Regions from separate parts of the Rattus norvegicus genome. Here region 1 is linked to region 2. A link is a contact called in public Hi-C data. All regions are on one chromosome and are shown on one strand. The core of a region is the stretch at or near the end of the contact, and the rest is flanking DNA. Distances in the headings are between cores, read along the strand shown.

What was found. Hi-C and Micro-C count contacts between places; a contact is called where the count stands out from the background.
Region 1: a Hi-C map of kidney shows a contact between it and region 2, with 2.2 times the contacts expected there. The contact joins the enhancer-like site here to the promoter of Gnaq in region 2. A contact is called at or near these places in 4 of 12 Hi-C or Micro-C datasets (the A7r5 cell line, the Rat2 cell line, Schwann cells and 1 more) and 1 of 1 datasets of contacts at active chromatin or transcription factors (oligodendrocytes).

What each region holds. Positions count from the first base shown.
Region 1 is chr1:223,321,993-223,326,070 of GRCr8, reverse strand. Gna14 (G protein subunit alpha 14) reads right to left here. Exons shown (of 7, transcript NM_001013151.2): 7 at 1,861-3,233. The coding sequence ends at 3,043. Among named protein-coding and RNA genes, the nearest start is that of Gna14, 180 kb to the right of the region's middle. Within about 2 kb of position 1,925, at least 3 of the 93 cell types and tissues checked have an H3K27ac peak or open chromatin away from gene starts, as enhancers often do. A contact at or near this core is called in kidney, where this site is marked.
Region 2 is chr1:222,850,376-222,854,222 of GRCr8, reverse strand. Gnaq (G protein subunit alpha q) reads right to left here and starts at 1,770. Exons shown (of 7, transcript NM_031036.3): 1 at 1,540-1,770. The coding sequence starts at 1,675.

The sequences.
Region 1 (4,078 bases), core at 676-3,175, 470 kb before region 2:
AGGTAAACTTTGAAAATACTTTCTCTTCATAGGTTTGAAATTGTTTGGTTCCATTTTTATGAAATGTCTAGACTAGTGTCTTCACTATTTTCATATTGACTAAATAGCCTGCACTTCTTTGGTATGTTTATTATTTGGTGCAAACATGACCATTGGTTATTACAGTTTTTAAGTACCTACTTCTTTACCGTGTCCGTATTTCCTTCACTTTTCTATTCTCAGTATTCCATGACCTAATTACCTATTACACAGTGGCTGCCTTAGTTCTGTGTTTTGATATAGTGTTATTAACCACAGGCATTTCTAGTGTGGTTCTTATTCTTAAAACTTACCTTATTCTTTTTCTTTCTAAAACTTTGTTGGAAATCCTCACAAACACTTGAAAACATTATTTCTTGAAGGGGTAGGTTTGGATTGCATGCTAAGATGACTGCCTAGTCTAACCATATGTGAATCCAATAAAGCTTTCTGGGCTTCCATCTGGTCTGGTTGTTATTGAGTAGAATCAGGAACATTCACCTTCTCCTGCCTATCTAAGATCTGAGTATTTAATTAATGCTTAGAGTCATACTTTTAGATTAATAACTAAGTTACTCCTAGAGATGAGTGTCCTGACTTTCCAGTAGCTTCTAGCCACCAACTTCAGATGGCTGATTTCTTCTAAAAGAAGGGCTAAGGGAGAATGTCTACAAACAGAATGAATACCAACAGAAATTACTAAGTTATCTCTGATGTGGAGAGTTTGGCTTTTTGTAACTGGAAAAGGTATTTGTTACCAAAATTTAATTCATTCCATACAACTCTTTTGCCCCAAAAGACATCATTTTCTTGTATATCAACCAAAAGCTAAATTCTCAATAGCTCAGTGCTAGAAAGTACTTGAAAAAAGAATTCCATATTATTTAACACCCTTAGTCCTGACTACATGGGCATGCTTCTTTTTAGATTAGGTTAATGAGACCCAGTTAGTCACTTTTAGCCATGGCAAATGACAGGGATTACAAAAGTGAATGCTAGCTCTATCATTTTTAATATCTTGAAAAGCTCCTCCTTTGTCTTTGTCTTGATGACTAATTCCTTCAAATGAGATTTAGCATTCGTTTGTCCAATTGTTCATGACTTTTAAAACATAATGCTACTTTGGTAGAGTGGTTTCACGTTTGCAATTGTTCCAACAAATTGACAGTCTGGAGGTCCCATCCCTGGGTGGAAGATTGGCTTAGTTCAGTTCTAGGAGTTAAGCCATGTGGTTCTGCAACAGATGTTGCCAATCTGAGAATTAACTAAGTAAGCCCACACCAACCAAAGGCATTGAAGCTGAAAATGCATAGTCAGTCGACTGACCCTCTGGAACATCCAGTCCAGAAGTGCACTACGGAGAGGTTAATGTTTCCCCTCATGATGGTATGGCTGACTGGGAGCTGCAGCTTACAACGGCCCATCATCTCAATACAGTACCAGGCCAAAAATCACTAGCTTGAGAAAGGATCATAATTCAAAGTACAGTTTGTACTGGATACATGTCACTTTCTCACTGTTGTAAATGCTAAACCACTTCAAGTTGGGGACCTCTGGAGATTGATGAGAGGTGGATCTGTCTAAGTAAGTACAGACATTCCTCTGGGTAAGCAGTCCAAGCAAAAGCCACCGGAGCCCTTAAGTATGAAGTACTCTACTGTCCTGGGGATCAGGACCTGCACAGTTTACAGAGCCAGGCACTAAGGAGCTCCAGCACACCATGATGAGTGGAGACCATTTCAAGAAGGAAGCAAGAAAGCTGCTGAGCTGTTAAGACTGTAGCATTTTCCTTTTGAACAGAACCATCAGCCGTGAGCTCTAAGAAGCACATCATCATCGGTGTTGAGGGTAGAACAGTGTATTCTTAGTATCCAGAAAGGCACAGCGTACACAGTTCAAACAGCACATTTGTGGTTGCCACCAGAGCTTTGACAAGGTTTATATAACATCTGCTAAACAAGTTATGCTTTAACCATTCCATAAGCTATAAGACCCGGCCATGTTGCATCAGGACACACACAATGCAATATCTAGAGTCCACTTATCATATGTCACAGTTGGTGTTATCAAATTGTGGCAAAATTAATGTTTGGATAATAATAATTTGGATTAGAAAGCTGACATGAAAAGAACTGCTTTTTAAATCTTTGACTGGGGGTATAGCTCCATTGGCAGAACATTTGCCTAGCATGCACAAAGCCCTGGGTCCCATCCCATGCATCACTTAAATTATTATGTGACACATACATCCAACCATTACTAACCTGTAAATGTCAATGTGAAATCACACTGTTTGAGATCTCTTAGTGTTAGGAATTAGCAACCATGGGAGAACTGCCTTAAATAGGTTGTGTATATGAAGACAAAAGAATCAGAAGTCCAAGGTCTTCCTCGACCACATAGTGTGTGAGAGACCAGAATGGAATGCATGAGGCCTGTCTCAGAAAAAAAGTCCTAGCTGAGCATGGAACATTCAGGCAGGAGGACCAAGGCCATGCTCAATTACATTGAATTGGAAGCCAGCCTGGACTACTTAAGCCTGTTTTTAAATAAAAAAATAACCCCAAAAAAGGCATAGAAAGAAGCTTTTTGGTTTAACAAAATGTTACATGAGTCATACTTCAGCATTAAGGGGAAGAAATGTTAGAAATGTTTCCTTAAAATTTATTTTAAAATTATCAAGCCTATGAAGATGTTTTAGGCACCTAAATGAATCTCAGAGGTCTGAAGCCATGATTTGTAAATTAACAAGTCCCTCTGTTACGTGATTTTTAATAGCTGTTGAGCACTAGTTTAAAAAAGGGAGGAAATCACTCAAAAATTATACCTAATCGTAGAGCCAAAAGGTAAGAAAAGAATTACACCATCAAGAATTAAAGACACTTAAAAGGGTTGGTAAAGTATTTTTCACATTGCACTGTCCATCTCTGTGCTGCAGGCTATGTAATGTTCTTGGGTCCTGGTCCAGGTGGTCAGAAGCACTTGTAGATTGGGCAGGAAGAAAGAGCTCAGCTCGACCTCCATTTACACCAAGTTGAACTCCCGCAGGTTCAGCTGCAGGATCGTGTCCTTGACAGCAGCAAACACGAAGCGGATGTTCTCCGTGTCTGTGGCACACGTGAAGTGCGAGTAGATGACTTTCTCTTTGTCAGGATTCTGGTCTTGATACAGCTTGAGGATAAAGTCCCTGGCAGCTTTGACATCTTGCTTTGGTCCTGATCATGAGAAAAATAAAGATACAGACTTACTACCATGTCCTCTCACAATCTATTTTTGTTCTTATCCAGGATCCTTCTCTGACCCATCTTACCTTATATCTATGGAAAGTTTACCTGAAGTAATTTACATTTCATTATGAATCCATAAAATAATATTTTAAAAATGCTTCTCATTTGTGTGTGTGTGCGTGTGTGTGTGTGCGTGTGCGTGTGCGTGCACGCATGTGTATACATGCATGTGAACAGAGAACAATGTCATGTTACTCATGCACCTCTATTGACAGGGTCATTCATTGGCGTACAGCTCACCAACTAGACTCAACTAGATGGGCAGCAAATCCCAGGGATCTGCAGTCTCCCTGTCCTGGCTCTGTGATTACAAGTCCTCACAATTGTGCCTTGCTTTTGTAGGTGGTTTCTGGCATTTTGTACTAAGCCATCCCCTAGCCCAATATTTGGTCTTTTTAAAGTGTCTACTGATTTATCTAATAATTATACTGTAAAGTGGTTTGTCTAAAAATAGTGACCTAATTGCCTAGTTTTGTTTCTAACCACTTTTGAAGTGATACTTTGTAATTTGTACAGACAGACAGCAGGGGGTTGGGGCCACAGGGCATGGTGCAAAATCTGATATTACTAGGTTGATTTTAAAGCTTGACAAGTCCTAAATTATATTGCCATTAAATACCAGAGTATTTAATCAAAGGAAAGGGGGATACACTGAAATACCAACGTTTAAATATCAATGTCAAGAGTATACTATCCGAGACCTCTTGTGCTGGGAGTGATTAGCAAGAGTGAGAACTGTCCTTCCTAGAGCAAGGCATACATGGAAGACTTCA
Region 2 (3,847 bases), core at 521-3,020:
TAAAACACATGTTTTCCCTCTTAATTGTATACTGGAACACCGTATATTTATTCCACTTGCCCTTGCTTTTCCCTTCTCAATTTAAAAAAAAAAAAAGAAAGAAAGAAAGAAAGAAAAAGATAAGGCATTCCATTTTCAGCCATGAGAAGAAACAGAAATGATGAGGGTGGTAGACTTACCCAATTTCCCCACTCCCCTTGCCTTATTCCCCTAAAACCCACCTTTTTATTCAGCTCCTTGCCTTCTGTACTGTATGAACACTTTATATGTGCACATTTACCTAACTGGATTTCAATAAAAAAAAAACCTACGCTGGGGAAGGAAATAGCATTGGTAGCCATTTGTGATTGTGATATTTTGCTCCTGACTATAAGTGATCCAGTACATAAGCAGTTCGGTCCCCAAGGTAATGGGTTCCTGGAGCCAGCAGATGGACTGCTCCAGATAGAAAAGAAAGAGGGGAGGGGGGACTTCTCAAATCCCAACCAACGAAGCAATATCCTCTTCTTACAGAAATGTTTGAGAAGCGTTATTTTTACTCATACAAATAAACACAAGTGCAGACATTTTTCAGGCCTGTTCCTGCAAAGCAGTTCATGCTTCCTACCACAGTAGCAATAGTTATGTCATGCTAGCTTGTACATGAACCCTGATCGCTTGATTCCAAACATCCTCTCAGAGATAATAATCAATATAATTCCTATTTGAAAATAGCATTTTCTTCTTAATTTCGTGTTAAAGCAGAATGTTGGATTGTCATTTAGAAAAAAAAAAAAAAAGAGATCTGAGGGAAATTTTCTCGAACTCTTCCCGTTTTTCTTGGAGCCCAGATGGCAAGATACTAAAATGTCCGTTTTAAACAAAAGGTTTCTGTTTGTTTCCAGGAGAGTAACTGAGAGGCTGTGCTGGTTTCCAGTAGAAACTGCTGTGAATTCAGGCATACATCTGGGTCGCCTCATTAAACAAAAGATAGCCGTCTGCTGTCAACAACCACACAGTACAACACTCCCGGATCCTTCATCTTTATCCAGAAGGAATGGTGCAGAAGAGACGCCTGTCACCATCCACTGCCCATGCAACTCTCTGGGGTCACTCCTGTCAGTGGCCTGGTGGCTACAGTGGAGCACATTTGGGCTAGTCTTCCCGCCCCGCCCCTGCCCAGTACGTTAACCCGGGTTTCTTTGGAGCGCCAGCCAAGGCTTCCTCAGCACCTTTCCTAGCTGAATCCAGACCCTAGTCTGCTCCCCGTTTCCACCCTTCCCTCTCCACCCTACAACGCGCCACAATGGACGCTGGCCTGCCACCGCACTGCACGCCATCGCCCACCCGCGCCGCTCGCGCGGACGCTCAGCCGTCCCGCAGACGCGGCGCACAGAGCACGGCCCTAGCTGACACCGAAGGCGCACACCGCAGCTCCGGAGCCCCGGCCCTCGGCCCCTGTGTGCGCGCGCGCGGGTGCGGGTGCCGACCGGGAACGCGCGCGGGGAGGGCAGCGGCGAGCCGGGGCGGGGGGCACCAGGGCCCAAGGGCCGCACTCACCCAGCAGCAGCAGCTTGAGCTCCCGGCGGGCGTCGCGCTTGTCCCTGCGCAGCTGCCGCTCGATCTCGTCGTTGATCCTCCGGGCTTCCTTGGCCTCCTCGCTCAGGCAGCACGCCATGATGGACTCCAGAGTCATTCTTCCGAAGTGCCTCGCTGCAGCCCCGCCGGCGCCCTGCTCACACGCGCGCACACACGCCCTCCGCCCTCGCTCCCCCGAGGCAGCGGCGGCCGCGGAGTCCCGCCGCCCGGGCGCGCGTCAGGGACGAGCTCAGGGAGCCGCGGTGAGGACGGCGGCCGGGCCCGTAGCCCAGGCGGGCCGGGGACGAGCGGGGCCGGGGGCCTGGGACGCGCGAGGAAAGGCCGCCGCGCCCGGCCGCGCTCACACGCCGCCTTCTTGGAGAGCGCGCGGCCCTCCAGGCGCCGCTGCCGATGCTGCCCTAAGCTGTGCGCCCAGCGGCCCGAGCTCATCCACCGAGGCGGCCCAGCAGCGAGCGACCGCCGACGGCTCCGCGCGCCCGGCGCGCCCGCTCCTCGCCGCCGCCTGACTCGGCTCCGGGCGCCCTCGGCCTGCCCGCGCCCACTCGGCTCGCGCGCAAACCGGGCAGCCGGCCGCCGCGCGCTCCCCGCCTCCGCCCCCGCCTCCGCCGGACGCCCACCCGGCCCGATTGCCAGGCGCGCCGCGGCTGCTCAGTGCTCGCCCTCCCCCTCGCCACACACACACATTTTCTCCTTTCTCTGAACTGGAGCACAGATCCGGGAGGGAGGCGGCGGCGGGAGGAGGGCGGGCGCAGGGGGCGGGCGCAGCGCAAGGGGCGGGGCCGAGGCCCCTCCTGGACAGCTCGCGCTCTCCTCGCCCCGCCCCCGACTGCCGGCCTGGCTCGCCCGCCGCTTCCCTCTGCGCGAGCCCGGGAGCAGCGGTCACGGCCGCTCAAGCGGGGCCGGCCGGCCGGCGAACACAGTCCTTTGGCTGCCGCGGGCCGCCGGGGCGTGGTCGGCGAGAATATGGCGTCCTCGGCCTGCCCTCCGGCCGCTGGCGCGGCGGGAGCCCTGATGGGTGCCCACGCGCTGCACCCCAGGCCTCTCTACAGCCCTGCTGCCCTTTCCTATTTCTAAAACGCCATTCCGGAAAAACTGCCTCAAGTGGCCTCTGACTCCAGATCTGTCTTAGAAAATGGGATACTCTTTACTAGGAAAGAGAAAGGATTGTCACCGGCTCGCTGGGGGTTACCAAGAGATCTGTGGACGGAACTGTCCTCAGTATCTCCAGATAGGAATCTGAATCCTGAAGAGAAAAACCCAAGTTTCCAAGAGCCTCCTGATCTGTTCCAACTTTTCCGGTCACTAAGGTGATTTCTGTTTCCCTACCAGCACACTATGTTAAAAAGTCTGATATTATGAGCTTGACCCTTCTACACCGTGACAGTTAAGGATGATTTCTGGGAGATCTCCAAATAGTACAGAATGAAATGAAAGAGACGGATATGGTGTGTCATAAACTCCACACTCGACAGGCTGAGGCAGGAGAATTGCTTCCTGAGCAGTATGAAACATTGTATCAAAGAAAAGGGGGAGGGGAGAGAATAAAATAGGAAAAAGTGGAGAAACTAGTACCATTGGAGCAAAATTCTACTTGGTTTTTACACTTCTAATTTGAGATGGTTTACTAATAAATAGAAAAAGTCTTGATCACTCAAGGTTATTTGGGGGGAAAAAATGTTCATTCGATTCAATGTGTCTTAAACATCAAGGGGGAGATTCATACTATTCTCCCTGCCTTTGCAGGTAGAAGTGGAGCCCTCCCCATGTTGTGCTTTCCATGAACTGCCCCTATTGATCTAGGCTGCAATGTAAGGTCATAATCATTGCTACAAATTAGGAGTGAAACAAGTCTTAGACTCCAAGGTCTCCCCTCTGCTTTGCCTTATTCTCTACTTCTTTGATGCACCGCGCGCCCGCGCGCGCGCGCACACACACACACACACACATACACACACACCCATCCTCTATGTCAGGACTCAGATGGAGTTGTGGACTTGAAGTCTGTATGTTATACTCTCCTTTTTAATAAGATGTCTTGCCAAGACAGCAAAGAAGATGAACCTCTCACCCCTTTTCTATGAATACCATCAGAGCTGGTAGGACTTGCTGTGAAAATAAATGCTTAAACACTAAAGAGTCAAAGTCAATAGGCAGAAATGTAAAATAGCTTGGGGGAGAATCACAAGTAGTATGCCCTGTGCCCCCATTTTGTGTGGTGGTGGTGATGGTGTTGGTGGTGGTGGTGGTGGTGGTGGTGGTGGTGTGTGTG